2 separate regions of the Rattus norvegicus genome follow, and region 1 is linked to region 2. The links are chromatin contacts, called in public Hi-C maps. All regions are on one chromosome and are shown on one strand. The core of a region is the stretch at or near the end of the contact, and the rest is flanking DNA. Distances in the headings are between cores, read along the strand shown. Region 1 overlaps Ky (kyphoscoliosis peptidase). Region 2 has its middle 70 kb from the start of Ephb1.

Evidence for each region. A called contact is a pair of places that touch in the nucleus more often than the background predicts.
Region 1: a Hi-C map of psoas muscle shows a contact between it and region 2, with 2.8 times the contacts expected there. The contact joins two enhancer-like sites. A contact is called at or near these places in 2 of 12 Hi-C or Micro-C datasets (frontal cortex and psoas muscle).

What each region holds. Positions count from the first base shown.
Region 1 is chr8:111,976,886-111,981,490 of GRCr8, forward strand. Ky (kyphoscoliosis peptidase) reads left to right here. Exons shown (of 11, transcript NM_001413796.1): 4 at 4,402-4,476. Among named protein-coding and RNA genes, the nearest start is that of Ky, 13 kb to the left of the region's middle. Within about 2 kb of position 1,501, at least 1 of the 93 cell types and tissues checked has an H3K27ac peak or open chromatin away from gene starts, as enhancers often do.
Region 2 is chr8:111,891,602-111,896,411 of GRCr8, forward strand. No RefSeq gene overlaps it. Among named protein-coding and RNA genes, the nearest start is that of Ephb1, 70 kb to the left of the region's middle. Within about 2 kb of position 1,295, at least 3 of the 93 cell types and tissues checked have an H3K27ac peak or open chromatin away from gene starts, as enhancers often do.

The sequences.
Region 1 (4,605 bases), core at 251-2,750, 85 kb after region 2:
TGTGGCCGAGAGGTTCCCTGCAGCCCTAGGCCCACGAGCTGCTCACCGTCACAGCTCCTTTAAGGCTACGTCGGCTCAGCCCAGCCAATCAACAACAGTTGCACTGGGTCGGACAGACCCATTTGCATTGTGGGTTGCAACCCAGAATAGAAAGAACGCGCAGGGGAACCTCTCACAGTTCGTCTTTCACAAAGCGTCTTATGGCCACCCACCACTTTGGGAAACACCTCAGAAAGAGATGAACAAGAAAGTGAAGAGGCCAAGTTAACCAGGGCCGCAGAGGGACTATGCTTGGATGACGGTGGTGTCCGATCTTCTGACAAGAATGAACTCACACCCTGAATTCTGATATCCTCAGCGTCTTCATCCCAGGATCACCAGGCCGGTGTCCCTGGCAGTGGATTGCTAGATTCTCTATTCCACAGGTAAGTGTTGGGCTAGAGAAATGGCTCAGAGGCTAAGAGCGTTTGCTCCACAATCATGAGGATTAGGGTTCAGATCTCAGCACCCACATGACAGGGCAGACATCCTCTCAAATGTCTTTCACCCAGCTCAGAGGCTGGCAGAGACTGGAGGCTCTTGAGAAATGCTGGCTTCTGGGTTAGCTGAAACACAAGCCTCAGTTTCAGGGAAAGACCCTGCCTCAAAGAAATAGGCGAAGGGTGAAAGAGATCACCTTATGTTTGAACCGCATACACAATACACATATACCCACACACACACACACACACACACACACACACACACACACACACATACTAACTAATTGATTAGTTAATTAAATATTTAAAATGTATGTTAAGCCTTTTGGTCTGGAGAGAACAGACTCTATCTCTGGTCTGGTTAGCATGCAAATCAAGTTTTAAAATTTTATAAGAAAATCAAATTATTTTCCAAAAGAAAATAATCGCAGTATATTTTAACAAAGGATTAATAAAAAGGAACTCTTTCTTATAAAACCATCAAGGGAAACATAATAAATCAGTAAATAGGTCTAGAGAGATGGCTCAGCAGTTAAGAGCACTGACTGCTCTTCCAGGGGTCCTGAGCTCAATTCCCAGCAACCACATGGTGGCTCACAACCATCTGTAATGGGATCAGATGCCCTCTTCTGGTGTGTCTGAAGACAGAGACAATGTACTCATATAAATAAAATAAATAAATCAGTAAATAATAATAATAGTCAATACAAATTAAGAGCAAATAAAATATTAAAAAACTACACTAAATTTTAAATACATAAAACAAACAATAATGCACTCTTCACTAATAAAAATGTAAAGGATTTATGAAAGCAGGTGCCAGTGAGCTTAGCAGGCATGTTTGTGTTATCCACCACCTCAGGACTCAGCTGCTAGTGGCATCGTGAGCTTCCAAGCCTGCAGGTCTGCTGGACGATCACTGTCCACGCCATACCCGGCTGATCTCGGCTCTTGGCTGGGCTCGTGCTGGCTGTCAGCTGGTGGGCTGGCTGGAGACCAGATGGTTTCAGATAGCCTCACCTGAGCAGCCCTGCTCTGCTCCCTGTGGTCTCTCACCCATAATCTGGTGCACACACCACACGGTACTGTGGCAGGGATGCCAAGAGTGCAAGTGAGCATTGCAACAGTCTTTCCAGGGCTAAACTCAGGCCTTGAATAACAACAAGGCTTCTACCCCATGCTAAGTGCCGTACTAACTTGTAAGGTCTGCCTACATTCAAGAAGTGAAACAAATCTCCTCTTGTTGGAGACAAAATGTGGGCAATCAACCAGGGCAAGAGTGAGAGAAAAAGTCACTCTCCACCCCGGACCCTTTTAGTGAAATAATAAACCAATGGAAGCATGCATAGGAAAGTTGGCCAGTACTGAAAAAAAAAAAAAAAAGCCTTACAAACTCCTCATTCCCTTCCATTGGTATTTAAGAATTCATTCACAGGAACTGATTGGAAGTGTTAAAGATGTCTTCTTTATCCTGTTCACTACAACATCATGTATCATAGCAAAGCACTTGGGGACTACAGAGTATCCAACGCACACAGCAAGTCATGGTGAATACTCTGAACACATGACATGAATGTGTGTCCCACTACCTTCCAGGACTGGGTGACACTCTCTATAGCACCCCAGAAGCCAGGCCAGCTGACAGCGCTATTTAATACTTCTCCATAGTTGCTGGAGTTTTTTTTTTTTTTATTAATCCTTCCAATCTCTGAGAGAAGAGAACTGATAGCTCTAACTATACTGTATATGTGTCTATTCCTCTTTATAATTTTATAAGTTTTATTTCAAATATCTTAAATCTATGTGTTCAGGTGACTACATATTTGACATTGTCCTATCTCCTTGATAAGCTGACTTTTCTTCACTATTATATTTCTCTATCTCTGGTATTTTCCTTTGCTGAGTGGGCATGTTACTGAGCAAATTGTCTTGGTCTCGCTATACCTGAAAAGTGTCTTTATTTCATTCTCGTGTGGAATTTTTATTGGACAGAGACAGTTAATTCCTTTCAGAACCTTTCAAAGATTCCACCTCTTTCCCACCCAGTTTCTGATGGGAAATATGTAGCAACTTACTTGATACATATTATATCACTTATCCTGAGAGTTTTTGGGGACATTGTATCTCAGTGGACTGATTATGTCAATGTCTGGACTTGGACCTTCTTTTATTTATCATGTTTTGGACACACTAAACTTGAGTCCAGACATGTGTGTCTTTTCTCCAATTTGAGTAGTTTGTTATTTCTTCAGCTACTTTTCTGCCCACATGATTTTCTTCTTGCCAGAGACATGAACAGTGGACTTCTATGTGGCCCTGTGATCCCTGAAGCATTGTTGGATTTTCCCATTGTCCAGATTGGACCCTGGCTGCTGTTCTCGGGTTCTTTCCTTTGCAATGGAGAATGCTGCAGCCCATCCTCTGTTTCAGGGTTAAAATCTTCACTTGTTTCTTTGCTGAGTTTAGTATCTTTTGATTTATTTTTTCTTTTTTTTTTTCTTTTCTTTTTTTCGGAGCTGGGGACCGAACCCAGGGCCTTGCGCTTGCTAGGCAAGCGCTCTACCACTGAGCTAAATCCCCAACCCCTTTTGATTTATTTCAAAATGGTTGGCCTTTAGTTTCACAGTATGGCTAATGTGCCATTTTATTGTATCATCTTTGGGGTAACTATGACTTGTCATGGTTAGTATCTTTTCTTCTCAAACTGAGATCTTCCCAGGAACTCTGCTGAGTGGTTCTGAGTGGTAGCCCTTTTGGGGGGGGGGGGTTTGCTGCACCATTCGTGAACCATGAAGTGACCACCTCAGAATGAGGACATTGTCCTTCCCCCAGAGTTCGGTATTCAGACTGTCGTCTATAGTGCATGGGTGAGACCTGAGGTGTGCAACTGAGAGGTGACCATGGGAACTTATTTGTAACTTTAGGGAATTACACTTTGTCACCCACTTCCTGTTCCTCTGGCCAGAAAAGCTGGGACTCTGGTCTTTTCACTCTGTTGGAGAGATGAGGGAGGGAGGGAGGGAGGGAGGGAGGGAGGGAGGGAGGGAGGGAGGGAGAGAGGGAGAATACACATGACACACATGCCTGACCTCACAGCTACCTACATAGTTGCTACTAGGCTGAGTCCAGAAAATATAGAATAAAGAAAAAATCACAGCAGAGGATGTCCCAGCTCCCTGAGACAATTAGGGGTCCCCATTCTTACCCTTCAAGTAGAAATTGAGTTTTTTCCTTGAGTAATCTTTTGCATTCATTCTGTCCCTCTGAGTTGGGATACCTTGACTGAGGTATTGCCAAAGTGGGAAGGAGAAGTAGACTGATGGGATCCTGTTTCACACCCCAAACCCCTGTTCTTTTCTGTCACTGACTTTCCAGGGCCTGTGGGAGGTTGGGGGGGTTCCCTGTATTCTATCCAGACTGGTGGCTACATTGGATGGAATAGAGTGCATGCCTGTGTTTGTTGTTTGGCTTAGTCTGAAAAACATGAGTTATCTACATATCCAATACAAAGTATCACGCGCCCAACGTCTCGCCAGCAAGAACGACGCGCGGCAACAGGATTCTTCTGCGAACAAGCCTTTACTGTACAGCTCTCTTGAACAGGGAGGGACAGGAGACCTCAAGCAGCAAGAGTGCTCGCCTTATATAGACAGCAGCTGAGGCTATGCTAATTGTCCTTCAGGGATTGGCGGAGCATGAATTACCTCATTAGCATGGTGCTGCTCCCTCATTAGCATATTACCGGCCAACTGATGCCAGGTGCAAAGCCTGCGCATGCGTAGTACCGTTGTTCACCACAGGATGGCGCCCTACAAGAAAGATCTAAAATGAAGCATGTTTTGCCATTTGAACATCTGTCAGGAGATGGAGTGCCCTTCCTAGCAGCATTTGGCTAAGAATATCACCTCCCCCTTCACAGGTACTCAGCTGACTGTGGAAATCCACCCCCAAGATGCCATGCCCCAGCTGCTTAAGAAGTTCTCTTTGGCTAAACGTATGTACATGCGCAGGGCTGCTCAGATAGAGGGCAAGCAGGGGCAGGTGGGTGAGACAGATTCCAGCCTGGACATCTTCTGAAAAAAGCAAAGAGGGGCTTGAGCCTCCAACCTGGGAAAAGACAGAA
Region 2 (4,810 bases), core at 45-2,544:
TTCTTCTGAAATACTGTCCTATCCCGAGTCTCATGATTGGCTCTCCCTTTTACCTGATTTTCATTGTGGAACTGTTTTAAGTTGTGGATTTAAAAAAAAAATTATATTGTGGAATTTTTTCAACACGCTCAACAGAAGGCAACCTCTGTCGCCCAACTTTGACGGTTCTAACCATTAGTGATCCAACTGTGGTTTTGTCACGATGGTTTTGCTGTGGTGGGGGTGGCAGCCACACAGTGGGGTCCCTGCCCATCTTAGGTAAGCATAATACCATTAAGCTCTAGCCCCACCCCTTTTGTTACAGAGTCTTGCCAAGTTGCCCAACCTGACCATGGACTCCCTGTGTCCCCCAAGCAGAAGTCCTCTCTATTTCCTTGTATCCTGTGTAGCCAGGATTACTTGTTTCTTCTTTACCACACACACAGACAGTATTTGTCTTTGAGTTCCCTTTTGTTTTGCTTTGTTGCTAAAATAGTTTAGAAAATTCTTAGACACTGTAGCACTTAAGGGACAGCGGAGGTGCACTGAAGTTGTTCCCTAAGCCTGTCCATAAGAAACTGTGAAACATCACAACCTCCGGCTTCTTGACAGCTTCTCAGAGCCCTCCCTCCCCTTCATCATGCCTGCACATTTCATTTCATCTTTGTCGATCTAAAATGTGGTTTTGTCCTTTTTTCGGTCCACCAGCATGTACTCCCTGGCTGACTCATAAAATATTGCAGCCATGTACTTGGGACATTGACTGGCCAAGGCCTTGTCAAAGTCACCCAGATCCGTGGGAGAGAAGAATAGTCAGTTTGCATTTGCTGAGCTCGTAAACAATGAGCCTCCAAGGCTCGTGTTTGCTAAATGATCAGCCACTTTAATCAAACCCATAATTCAACAGCATTAGCACTGTTAAATCTTAATTCGTCTTCATTACAGGGTAGCTCGAATCTCCTGTTGAGGGTGGAAAGGAGGTTTTCACGCTCTTCCTCTCTCTCACTCAGTGGGACTTTTTTGTCATCCAGAGGCCGCAGATCCTTCCGCCCCTCCTTTTGCTGCTCCGGTTCACCAATATGGTGGCAATGCCTTTATTTCTTCAAAGCTTGGTAGAAGACTGCTCTTGGCGCGTGCAAACTGCTGGCAGGCAGAGTAGAAAAACAGGGGCAGGGAGGGAGAGGCAGGAGCAAGGCATGTCTGCAAGACAGCAAGAGTAGTTTTTAAAAAGCAAGTGCTTGCAAAGACATAACCGCAGCCAGGCTGGAAGAGGAGAAGGCCACTCCCGCCCACTGCTCCAGCAGGCCGGTCTCTGTGCTAATCCCAGTGAGAGCAATAGGAGACACAGGAATCTGAGCCGCCCGCCTGACTTCAGCATCTGGCTTGGTAGCCGGGCTGTGGATGTGGAGAAGCTCCCTGTCCTGTGGGTGAAGAAATACCGCTTTGTCAAGGAGCAGGACCAGCAGTGGTCCCGATCCTAAGCTTTCCCCAAAAATGTTCAATGTCCTTTATTAATCAGTATTTGCATTTAGCTCAAGCTTTTACTCTCTGCCATTGCTTCAGTACATCCTGATCTGGGGTTATGAGAATAGGAGAGGGAAAGTGGGGTGGGGGCGGGGGTTATAGTGCAGCATTCGCCCAATAATATCAGGGTATATTCTGGCTGCATGTACATACATACACACATGCGCACGTTAGTTCATCTATATCAAGCTGCAAGTTATAGAGGGCCTTGTTCCAAAATGAAACCAGCTGTCAAGTGGTAAACAAAGAGGATTCTGGGGGATTAAAATGCTGAGGCTGACCCAAAGCTGGGCCTTCGCTAATGTGCACAGTGGCCAGGTGGTGCCCGGAAAGGTTTTGAAAGGCTCGAGGCCGGCACGAGGTGTGTGAAACCAGAGCTCTGCCTTTCCGTGGAAAAAGCCAGGGGAGAACAAGAAGGAGACAGGCTCTCTAGCCATGAAACGTGTTTCCAGAAGAATCTTTTGAATTAAAATAGATGCGCTCCCAAAATAATCTTGTTTTGAAACATCAGAAATCTTAGGAAGAGGAAAAGGCCACCAACAAGCTTACCCTTAGACTCTGGTGTGGCCTTTGCTATTTATAATATATTTTTCCCTCGCACATCTTAAAATAATCAACAGATATTATCACATTAACTCTTGCAATCCCCCTTGTCCTTCCTCAGACTCCTGCCCTTCAGGGCCACAGAGGACACAGTCTGGGCACTGGTGGCTACACCCTCTGAGGCTCTTTCCCCTCTGAGTCCCCAGGACTGTCTTGGCCTGGGACAGCCTTCTAACAAAAGTTCAGCCTTTGGTCATCTGCACAAATGCCCAAGGAGGGGGAATCCTGCAGGAGGGAGCCGCTGGAACTTGAAGCTGCCAAGAACCCAGCAGCTTCCCTGATCTGCATTTCTGCTGCAGGGCCTCAGCTGACCAGAGTCACGATGTGGGCCAAGGCAGGGAACTGACTTCTTGACTACTTATTGCCTCACCAATGATCCCTACGAACCAACTTTTAAAGCTTAGGAGTAAAAGTCGACAGGTCGCTTTAATTAAAAATCCAGTAACCGGGCTCAGAGCAAAGTGACTTGCCTTGAAGTACATACACCTGAGTTGGATCTCCAGAAACCACATTTACAAAACCAAACAAAAAAGCCAAAAGGTTGTGATCAGATGCTCTGTGCAATCCCAGAGCTCAGCAGGCAGAGAGAGACAGGGAGATTTCAGGGGCTCACTAACCAGCCTTCTTAGCTGCATAAGACCTGAACTGAAACAACCAGTGTGGCATGGGTTCCCCAAGGTTACCCTCTGACCTCCACGTGAATGCTCACCTGCCCTCACAGGTGCATCTGCGCACTCATGAACACATACGTGCAGTCTCTCTGTGTGTCTCTGTGTGCCTCTGTCTGTGTTTCTCTGTGTCTCTCTCTGACTCTCTCTCTCTCTCTCTCTCTCTCTCTCTCTCTCTCTCTCTCTCTCATAATCTGAAAACCCAGGACTGGTACCCACCTGCTATCTCTCAATGAGAGCTAGGTGGGCCTGTCCTAACATCCAGAAGGCTCTCAGGATGACATTGGGAGGTCCCTGGGGAAGATACTACCTGTCCCCCAGACTAGCTCTAAAATTTATGCAATTGGGCAGGGGCACACATACAAATACTTCTACATAGATTAATACCTACATGTGCAAAGTGCCTTAGTTTGTTTGCTGTAATGGAATATCCTAGACCAGGCCATTTTTTTTTAAAGAAATTTGCTTTTTATACTTTTGCAGGCTGAGAGGCCAAATCCGATGAACATGCTCTTTCTGAAAGCCCTGAAGGATGTCACAGGGTAAGTGGTTACGGAGGGATCTGAGCCAAACTGGCTGCTGCAACAACCTCCCTCTCAAGATGATCAAGTCACCTCTGATTCCAGAAATACATAAGGAGATTAATATGTTGATAGAAGCAAGACATCAGTGACCTAACTGTCTCTTAAAGGCCCAGTTCCCTAACTTCACCATGGCAATGAGACGTCAGGGTGAGCTCTGGTGAAGATATTAAATCAAATCAGCACGTTAGGAGCAAAACAAATATTGATTTACAAGGAAAAAAAAGGCTACAGCAAAACTGGAGCTGGGGAGATGGCTGAGCAGGGAGAAGCAGCGCTTCGCAAGCCCAGTGAACTGGGCTCGGTTCCATGAATCCACAAAAAACTCTGAGTGTTGTGGTGCTGTGTCTGTAATCTCGGCACGATTACAGTGAGATGGGAAGCAAAGACAGGAGGATCACCTCGGCAGCATGATAGGAACAGTGAAAGAGCACAACAAGGTAGGCAGACCTGACTCACAGAAGTTACACACCCACATACCACACACACACACACGCACACACACACAGACACACACACACACGCATACACACACCACACAGACACACAGATACACGCACACACACAGAGATACACACCACACACACACACACACACAGACACACACACACACACACAGACACACAGATACATGCACACACACACAGAGACACACACCACACAGACACACACACACACACAGACACACAGACACACACACACAGAGACACACCACACAGACACACACCACACACACACACAGAGACACACACACACAGACACACCACACACACACACACACAGAGACACACCACACAGACACACACACACACCACACACACACAGACACACGCACACACCACACACACACACAGTCGCACACACCACACACACACAGTCACACATACACACACACACAGACACACACCACACAGACACACAGATACACACATGCACACACACACAGACACACACCACACAGACACACAGATACACACACGCACACACACACAGACACACACCACACAGACACACAGATACACACATGCACACACACACACAGAGACACACACCACACAGACACACACACACACAGAGACACACACACACACACACACACACACACACACAAATTAAACACATTTTTGGAAGACACTTTAGAAAATGACAACCTCGTGAACAGAGTCCCAGAGAGAGTAGAGGGGACATACTTCAACATAATAAAGGCTATGTATGACAAACCCACATCCAACACCATCCTAAATGTAGAAAACTTGAAACGACCCCATTGAAATCAAAACCATGATAGGGCTAGCTATCTCCACTCCTTTTCAATATTGTGCTTGAGTACTCCCTGGATCAATAAGACAAGAGAAGGACGCCATGTACTTTAGACACAGGACTTAGAGGATTAGAGCTGATCTGAAAGCTTCTCCGAGGTATATGCAAATTGCCCAAGGAAGGGAGGCAGCCAGT